Regions from separate parts of the Mus musculus genome. Here region 2 is linked to region 1. A link is a contact called in public HiChIP or PLAC-seq data. All regions are on one chromosome and are shown on one strand. The core of a region is the stretch at or near the end of the contact, and the rest is flanking DNA. Distances in the headings are between cores, read along the strand shown. Region 1 has its middle 17 kb from the start of Gsap. Region 2 overlaps Fbxl13 (F-box and leucine-rich repeat protein 13).

Evidence for each region. HiChIP or PLAC-seq counts read pairs in DNA pulled down with a chosen protein or histone mark.
Region 2: a contact with region 1 is called in a CTCF HiChIP or PLAC-seq map of the NIH/3T3 cell line, with 6 read pairs. The contact joins two enhancer-like sites.

Annotation. Positions count from the first base shown.
Region 1 is chr5:21,167,168-21,172,053 of GRCm38.p6, reverse strand. No RefSeq gene overlaps it. Among named protein-coding and RNA genes, the nearest start is that of Gsap, 17 kb to the left of the region's middle. Within about 2 kb of position 2,938, at least 51 of the 459 cell types and tissues checked have an H3K27ac peak or open chromatin away from gene starts, as enhancers often do. A contact at or near this core is called in the NIH/3T3 cell line, where this site is marked.
Region 2 is chr5:21,484,717-21,489,602 of GRCm38.p6, reverse strand. Fbxl13 (F-box and leucine-rich repeat protein 13) reads left to right here. Exons shown (of 21, transcript NM_001199632.1): 20 at 3,227-3,390. It also overlaps a transcript of Fam185a not described here. Among named protein-coding and RNA genes, the nearest start is that of Lrrc17, 56 kb to the left of the region's middle. Within about 2 kb of position 2,087, at least 42 of the 459 cell types and tissues checked have an H3K27ac peak or open chromatin away from gene starts, as enhancers often do. A contact at or near this core is called in the NIH/3T3 cell line, where this site is marked.

The sequences.
Region 1 (4,886 bases), core at 1,689-4,188:
CCATGAGGACGTTAAGCCTGTGTGACCACCATACCCTGTGGGTCACACAGCTAGCTGTAAACTTCAGGAAGCCGGGCACTCTCCACCAGGGTCTGGACTGATGGGCTTCCTGTGAGAGCCAGGTCCCTGACAGCTGAAACGGGAACATACATCCTAGGGACCTGCTGTTTAAGTGGAAGACAGATTCCATGTCAAGGAATTGCTCTTTGTCTGAGGAGAAAGGAGCTGGGAGTGAGACACCAAAGCGCTGTGAAGAGCCAAGGTGCAGCTCACCTCAGCATCAAAATCACACTGGTCTCCAGCATCACCTGCTCTTCCCACTCTCCGTCACACAATGAGAGGTCAGAAGGGTCAGGAAAAGTGATCGGGAGCAGGAGGAGAGAAGAGAACCAAAAAGCATGAGAGATCAAATGCTTCCCAGGCCCTCCAGGCCCTTTCCTCTGCTCTTGGGCCCATTTCCAGGGTCTCTCCGTGGGTGTTAGGAAGCCATAGAGAGAAGCTTTGTTTTCATGGCACACTGTATTAATCACAAGTTGGAATGTCTCCCATTTGAGCATTTGGTGTGAAATGAGATGTGAATCTGAGAGAAGACTCATTACTGTCCCCAAATACAAGACCGGAGCTAAACCAATAAGAGGAGCACCCTCCTAGGAGTCCGGGGATCAGGCTCAGCCCACTACCCCTTAAACTCCTAGACGGTCCAGTTCCTCACCTGCAGGATTCTAATTCCCCTTTTGTAGGCATGGAGAAGTTGTTAACACATTGACTGCTGGGCTTTATCGCTCCGTGTCTGAGGTTCCCAGGTGCTGCCAATGCTAGTCTTGGGGACACAGCTCAAAAAGGTCTGTGGGTTCAAGGGGGAGTGGGTGCCACAGCATAAAAGCAAGCATCCTGCCCTGCTCTGGATTTCCCGTTTATACACGTTCACTGGGCTTTCCCCACTGTTCCACACTGCTGATGCTGTTTCAGCAATTTGCAGGAAACAGATGTGTCTTTCCTTCTGGGAAAACAAAGGAAGGTTAATAATAGTAAAAGCGGTATCTTGGAGGAAACTGGTATAGTGTATGTGTCTCTATTTGCCTTGTTATTTATATAAGTGGCAATTACACTATAGGACTTGTGTAATTTGACTTGATTTTCTTCTAAATCTTTTAAGAAATGCTTTTATTAGCATATATTAATTATACATAACGATTGATTTCACCTTGACTGTATTACTTTTCTGTTGTTAGGATAAACACCATGACCAGACGTGACTTGGGGATAAGAGGGTTGATTTTGCTTACACACCTTGATCACAGTCCCTCCCCAAGAGAGGCCAGGGCGGGAGCTCAAACAGGAGCAGAAGCAGGAAGCATGGAGGAAGACTGGTCACTGGCTTGCTCTCCGTGCCTCGCTCAACTTGTTTTCTTATAGAAGCCAGCTTCCCAGGGGTGAGGCCCTCCACAATAGCCTGAGCCCTCCCACATCAATCATTAACAAGAAAATGCCTCCATAGAAGTCCTACAGGGTAATAGGATGGAAGCATTTTGTCATTTGAGGTCCCCTCTTCCCAGATGACACCAGCTTGTGTCAAGTTGACAAAACTAACCAACCAGCACAGTAACATTTGTATACATGCCCACCCCCTGTTACCCTCTCTTGTCCCCTCAGAGACACCACTTCCCCCTCTCTTCCCAATCAATGGCCCACTTCTTCCAATGATTCTCTTCACAGTCGCTACCCTGTTTTGCCTTAACTGTCAGATTGACACAGCCCACAGTCATCTGATAGGAAAACATCACTGGAGGAGTTGCTTAGATCAGACTGGCCTGAAGGCATGTCTTCAGAAGATTATCTTGATTATTAGTAGGTGTAGGAGGGGCCAGCCTGCTGTGGTGGTACCATCCTTAGACAAGTGGTAAGACAGACAGCTGAGCATGAGTCTGAGGGTGAACCAGAATGAAACAACCACTTCTGACCTGAAGAAATATTTGCTGACCTAAGTGATTTTGTTTTTGTTTTTGTTTTTTTTGCCATGAACCAGAAAAATCCTAGCATGTGTATGGTGAAGGGTAGAGCTGCTCACCGAGTAGTCCTTCTTTAGCTCATTCCTTTCCACTATAACCCTCAACACAAATGAGTTCAAAGGAAATGGGCCATTTCAAGCCTTCATTTTTGGCTGAATATCCATCCTGCAAACTCTCTTCTTAGACATATGCACCAAGGTACCAAGTCACAGAGCACAGAGACACTCAACGAAATTGAATATAGCAATAATACAGCAATGCATCTTCATTAATAAACTGATAGAATTAGCCAAGGTTTGCAGGACTATTCCGACAACTATGAGTTTTCTTGTAATTTTACTTCTCTGTGCTCTAGGGACTTTATAGGATCCTGAAATGTGTTTCTGGAACATTCCTCTGAGGCAAATAAGAAGCAGGTGTAATTATGTCTTCTTCACACATGGACAGGCAAACAGAAAGGAACGCACTGAAGCACACGAGGCAAAGGCCAAATGGTTCCAATGTGACCTATGCTCCTACCAGCCCACTTTCCTTTATCTGCACTGTGGGAACCTTGGAAGGCATTGTTCTGTCATTTTCTGAGGACATCTGAAGCAAAGAAATGATAAAGCTAATGCTTATGGGCAGCAGCAGTCCAAGCCTGTGGAGAGAAAATGTGATTTCTACAGATAATGTGATCATGTCTCCTCAAAGCTAAAGTCTCTCCCCCTCTGATGAGCCCAAGCCATACAATTTGATAGAGAAGCAAGCAGAGAATTGACTCTAAACTAATAGATGTGATAATGGCTGCAAAGCTCTGAAAGCACTCGGCATTTCCGGAGGACTATGCAACTGGGAATTTTTCCAAATTGTAATAGTTTTCAGTGGAACAGGCTTACAAAATGTGCTGCCGCTGGCCAGACGCCATATTGCTGACACTATAGAACAAAGCCAGACCCAAAGAAGAAGAAAAGCACAGCCCAAAGCCTGCACTGTTCACCCTCTTTGCTACTGTGCCTTGGTTTTAGACGAGATTTATTCTTCAAGATCTGGGCCCTTAAGGAATTCTTAATTTTAATAACCAGGGCTGGGGAAATGGCTCTGTGGGTAAGTGGTTGCTGAACAAGTGTGAGGAGCAGGGAGAGCCTCAGCACCCGAGTAAATGTTGTGTGGGTGTGGCAGCCCACTTGGCATCTCACTGTGTGAGACACGCAGGATCTCCGGAGCAGTTTGCTACAGAATAGCTGAGATGACTAGTCCTCTGAGTTCAGTGTAAGACTTTGCCTTGTATAAAGTTGTAGAGAGATAGAGATACCTGATTTTGGCCTCCAGCCTGTACACAAACACACATCTATACACATACCCACTATATGCATACACACACACACACACACATATACACCTGTATGCATGAGAGCGTGTACACACACACACACACACACACATATACAGATACATGCACATGCATACCACACACATACAAACACACATTTTAAAATAATTTTAATACCCTCACCTTCAAGCCACAGACCCTAAAACAAGTTCATAGTCAGTCTTGGCCATTTTTTGACCTCCAGCTTCCATAAGTCCCAGTTTGCTCTGTGTGGAGGGCCCACAGCAAAAATCTATCTTCTCTTCCTGCCTCTCTACCACTCTCTCCAAACACCTCCCATGTAAAAACCCTGAGACTGAAGGAAAGAAAAGGTAGCTGGCGTCCTCCAGTAACAAAGGTTCAGGGTCTTCCTTTTCTATACGTTTTGTCCTTTGCCAGGTAGCGTACATATTGAAATGTGGAACTCAGCGGACAACATCCGCACTAGTGGCCTGTCCACCAATAGACTATTTTTCATGAGGTTACAACTTCTTGGCTCTTTATATCAGTAGGTTCTAGAATCCACAAATTTAACCATTTTTAGATTTTAAATAGTTTTAGACTATTTACCAAATATATACAGAGGTCTCCCTAGAAAGCTTAAGGCCTCATAGTAAGACATTGACCCAAAACTAAATAAATAATCCACCCCCAAATCAAAAAAAACAAAAACCCAGATGATTTTTGTTTTGTGGTCTATGCCTATAATCCAAGCACTTGAGAGGAAGAAACAAGTGAAGATCTCTGTGAAGATCAAGATTAGCCTGGTCTACATCCAGTTCCAGGACAGCCAAGGCTCCAATAGTGACACCCTATCACACACACACAGAGGGTGGGGCAAAGACACCAACCAATGTGTCCTAGTTCTGTCAGAATTCCCTATAGAACATAAAACATCAGCGCATCAGGTACACTGCATTTGCATCATATCAAGTCTTATGAGTCCATTATGAACAAATGTTTGCAGATTTCACAAAAGAAAGGAGCATCATCAGAGTCGATGTCTGCGGGGTTCTGGAAAATGTGGAGGTAGAGATGGAAACAACACTAGAGCAAACTTCTATCACCCCAAAGTTTGGCTCTACCCAAGTTTATGTCAGTATGTGTCTCAGGTCTTCATCTTCACTGCACACACTGGCAAATAAATCATGTAAACAAACAAACAAACAAACAAACAAACAAACCAGGGAAATAAGACCCTTCACAATACCCTCAAACAGTATGAAATAGCTTAGGGTAACTCTAACCAAGCAAGTAAAAGACTTGTATGATAAAAACTTCAAGTCTTTGAAGAAAATTAAAGAAGATATCAGAAGATAGAAAGACTTCCCTTGCTAATGGATCAATAGGATTAACATAGTAAAAATGACCAGCTTACCAAAAGCAATGTACAGATTCAATGCAATCCCCATCACAATTTCAACACAATTCTTTACAAATATTAAAATGACAATTCTCATGGGAAAACAAAAAACTTAGGATAGCTAAGACAATCCTAAACAATAAAAAAACTTCTGGAGGTACCA
Region 2 (4,886 bases), core at 838-3,337, 320 kb before region 1:
ATAATCGCTTACAGGGAGAAGTAAGGCACAAACTGCTGACACTTAAATACTTCTTTTTCAGAATTTTCTTCTGTGTACAGAAATGTCAGAAATGGAGGTTTGTGTTTTGTTGTTTTAAAGGATGGAATAATACTTTCAAAGTATAATATAACCCACTTTCTTTTGTCTTTAGAAACCCTGAGTCTAGGTTAATAAGGCAGATCAAATACACACACGTAATTTCCCTTGAAGCTCTGCCACGATGGCCGCTGAGCAGTGAGAGTGCAGTAGGATAAGACAAACAGGAGGGACACAGGAGTAAGGAAACTGGGGACTTGAAAATAGGTGAACAGCTTAGGTGACAGAGCCAGCTGGGAATCCATGGGAACCCATGGGAACGCATGCTACAGGAGAGAAAGCTGAGGATGTCTGAGCCATACAATGGGCTTTAAAGCTTGGCAGCAGCACTGACTTCTGGAATGCTGTTAGGAGGGAGTTAAAGTCTGTGTTAAATACTCTAGAGACGCAGCGAGACCCCAGACTTCCTCTGCTCCACATCTCTGGGCAAGACCCCACCCAAACCAGAAGCAGGGACATCCATTTTCTCAACCCTGACAGTTCTGAAGTTCCAGACAAGGAAGTCTTTATTTCCCATCTTGAAAACCAAGAATATCTCCAGACACTGCCAAATGTCCCCTGGAGAGCAAAATTGCCATTGTCTAGAGATAGTGAGGCAGAAGGTCTCTGCAGGGAAAGGCCATGCTGCACTGGGAGTTTGGGTACAAAAGTGAAATGGGGAACAAGGCTCCAGAATTTGGAGAGCAGACAAGTTAGCGTTAGCACTTTCCCTTCTCACTCAGAATTCAGACTGTGGCTGCCAGAACTTCCCTTCAGGCAGGAGATTAGATGCCTCTTCTCTAGAGACCTTGCCAGCCCACAATGTAAGACAGAAAACTCCTGACAGGAGAGTGTTCTCAACCCCCCTCCTAGGTCACCCTTCACTCAGGTTTGGAGCGAGGCCTACACTGTACACTTAGCTCTCACTCAGAGGCCTGCCTTCCGCCGATAGCCGTAAATGCTTCCAGTTTAGATTTCAACATGGTCATATGTCAGTTAGAGGTTTTATAATGGTTAGAAAGAAATGATCAATGGATTTTTTTATCATGCCTGACATGTTGTTGGCTAATGTATACATATATATGTATATATACATACACACACATATATATATGTATATATACATACATATATATGTATATATAGTGTATATATAGCATATATATATTTATAGTGTATATCATCTGTTACTATGCAACCAATTACCCCAAAAATTGATGGCTTAAACTCACATATTTTTTTGAACTTTAAAACCAGATTTATTTGATTTTTAATTCTGTATTTCTATGTGTGCCTATGGGTGCACCCACAGAGGCCAGAGGTGTTGGACTCCCACTGGAGAGTTACAGGCTAAGAGAGTTAAGTAGCTTGATATGGGTGCTGGGAACCAAACTCAGGTCCATTGCAAGGGCAGTACACATTCTCGACCAGAGACATCTCTCTGGCCCAGACCTCTCTTATTTTGTTTGCTCAAACTCCAATGGCCAGCTGGTATCAGTTGGGTGGCTCTTCAATTACCAGCTGAGCTAGGGTTGTCCATGTGGCTGTGACCATCTGCTAGGTCCACTCAAAGCTGGCTGGTATGGTCCTCAGCTGAGAAGAGTTCTTTCATTGGACGTCGTGTTGCCCTCTCACAGGCTCTCTGAGCACTTGCCAGCCACCAGCACCTTCCAAGAAAACACAAGACCAAGCAGACTACAATTGTATTGCATTTTGAAACCCTTTCCAGAATCTAATTAAGACATGCTGTAGAAAGTTCAGAAGTAGTTAGGTTTTAAGGTGATACATTTCTAATACATTGCTAATTTTTAAAGTAATGTGCTTATAGTTCTTCCAAAATAGGAAGTAACTTCATTTAAACAGTTTCCCAGAAATTCAAAGGAAGTCGTGTTAGGAATAAAAATCTGTCCAGTGGGCCAAAGCTAGGATCTTGCATCTGAATCAGGAATACAGCCAACTCATCTCTGTCTCCAATTTCCAGCTCTTGAGTCATACCCCCCACCCCCCGACACACACACACACACACCACCTCCCTACTGAACACACGGAGCTTCCAAACTAGAGATGAGGGCTCCTTTCAAGTCTCTGTGACAAACCCTTCCACTCTGAGCTCCATCTGCCTGGACTGTCCCCTCACCTCAGTGTCCCTCTATAATGACACCAGATCCTCAGAGACTCAATTATTATGGCAGGGATGTCTAAATGAAGTTTTGTGAGAACCAGTTACAATTCTGAGTCTTCGTTCCAGGCATGTTCTGGAAACAGGGAATGCTTAGACAATGACAACATCTACTTTCTCATACTTGAAAAGTAGACATGTCAAACCACGGGGCTTTTCTGCATAATTCTCTTAACTTTACATTAAAAAACAGTGAGCTAAGCCTCATAGTATATGTTTTTTTTTTTTTTAAGCATTCGTATATATAAAGTAGGAAATTGAATCCAGTTGGAAAAATTCCTTTGGGGAGAGTAATCTAACTTACTCTACAACAAATTTCAGTTCAGCCATAAATCAAAAGCCAGACCCCAAGACAGTGAAATAGATTAGAAATGGAGTTGAATTAACTCTGCAGGACAGCTGACAGACTCGGATAGTAGAAGACTGGCCAAGATTTGTCTGAGACTTGCCCGGTCTGTTGCTTCTGTTTATCACCCTCTTGCCGTACAATGACTGCTCTCTGTCCATAACTGGGGCATTTATCCTTTCCTATGACCTACTAGAGATGCCCCAACCATCCGTTCTCATGGTAATCTGATCCTGTATGGAGATGAACATATATATATATATATAAATTTTCTGTAACATAGTGGTATTAAGCATACTTTTCCAAATTGGCAAAGCTTTACAGAGGATTTCAAGCATGAACAGATCTGTTGCTGTAGCATTTCCTAAGTTCCTCATAATGACACAAGAGGTATTAAATTACTAAAGAAAAATTGAGGGTTTCTCATCCAAACCAGAGGATGCTTAAGAACAACAACAAAACAACAAAATCACAAATCTGCTTGGTATCTCTTGAGGCAGGTATTTCACTCTTGCCATGCTTTTATTACTGCACCCTATATAAGATGCTGCCCTCCTGGAGGACAGAGCCACTCACTGACTGCTCCTTACTTTGGCTGTGTTCAGATTACCGATGCAGGGATGGAGATATTATCTGCAAGGTGCCATTATCTGCACATTTTGGATATCTCTGGCTGTATCCAACTTACAGACCAGATCATTCAGGACCTTCAAATAGGCTGCAAACAACTCCGGATCCTCAAGATGCAATTCTGCAAGTCCATCTCTCCGTAAGTAGGCAGCTGGACAGAAAAGGGCTTAGCAGTTCCCGGAGAGCTTGGCGTGTGGCTGTGCCATTTCTGATACACAACTTATATTTTGACTAATTGAAACCAACATTCTGAGTTGAACCAAGCAATTCCTTCTAAAACTAACTTCATAGTTTTATAGTCCTTCTACAGAAGCCTTTAATCTCAGCCCCTTCCTCTTTATGACCAAGCAGGTGCCTAAGTTAATTCTGCCCCTTATCACTGAGCTCTAGACCTGCTGCTGAAATGTATCGCCCCAAGGCATGAGAAAGCAACGACAAGCAGCTCCCTCACCACACACGGGAAACCCTTGCGTCTCATGGGTGTTGGGCTTCCTTCCAGTCTGGAAGCTTCTCTACTTGATGTTTGGACCGCAGACACAGTAATGAGTATTTGCACTGAAGCCTGTAGGTAAAATAGTGAAAGAGCTGGGACGTGAGGGACCAGAATCCAAAAAATGAGCTAACAGAGAAACACATGTTCTGCTGTTCTTTCCCTATGGCTGTGGAAGATGCTCAGGTCACCATCACTCTCGCCTGTGGCCCTGCAGACCACGAGCAGTGACCACACCCAGACCATTTTCCTTCTCTGTACTGAGTCAGAGGTAACTTCCTCCTTATGGTTGTTCCCAGGGTCCTACTATTTCATAAAATGTTTAATACCACCATTTTTATAGACACCCGTGTGACAAGATGGAGGGCAAATGCGTTGTGTGATGCAGTCATCACTTTTATAGAATCTAAAACTCCAAACTGTTAATGAGCACTGAAGTTCCTCTGGCTTGTAGCTGACTGAGGAGGTGTACTGCACAACCCACTACACATTTCCAAACTTAGCAATGAGTATTCGGCTTCATATCAACTGTCTGTGAGTCTCTAAAACCAGTGCTTTTCAGAAACCACAGGTAACATAGAAATTGGTTAGCTTTCAAGTCCTTTGCTTCCTAAGCAGGCATTTACTTTCCTTGTAAGTCAAGGATACTGCGGTCTCTTACTGTAATGTCCTTGTATCGAAGTCAACGTCAGCAGCCCTGGCGCACACACTGTTCAATGGTTTAGTTTTCATTGGAGACCTCGTCTACCTACTTAGTAGTAGTTTATTCCGAGGTATTCTCCCTCCCCCCTCTGTATGTGTGTATATATATGTATGTGGTTTTTTCAGTTATCATGAATGAGATTATTCCCTATTTTTTCCTTATTATGTTATTGGTATAGTTCCTCTTTTGCTTGCTTTATTGCTTTGGCTAGGAATATAAGCACGATATTGAATAGGAGTGAGATCGCATACTCTTGTCTCATTTCTGATTTTAGAATAAATAGCTCCCCCTAATGTGTTTGCTATAGGTTGTCATGTATAGTTATGTTCAGATATGCTTCTTCTATCCTTAGTTTTGATTAAGTATATGATCTTTTTAATATATCGCTCCATTTGACTATAAGTAATTCTGTTGAGAACTTTTACATCTCTGTTCATCAAGG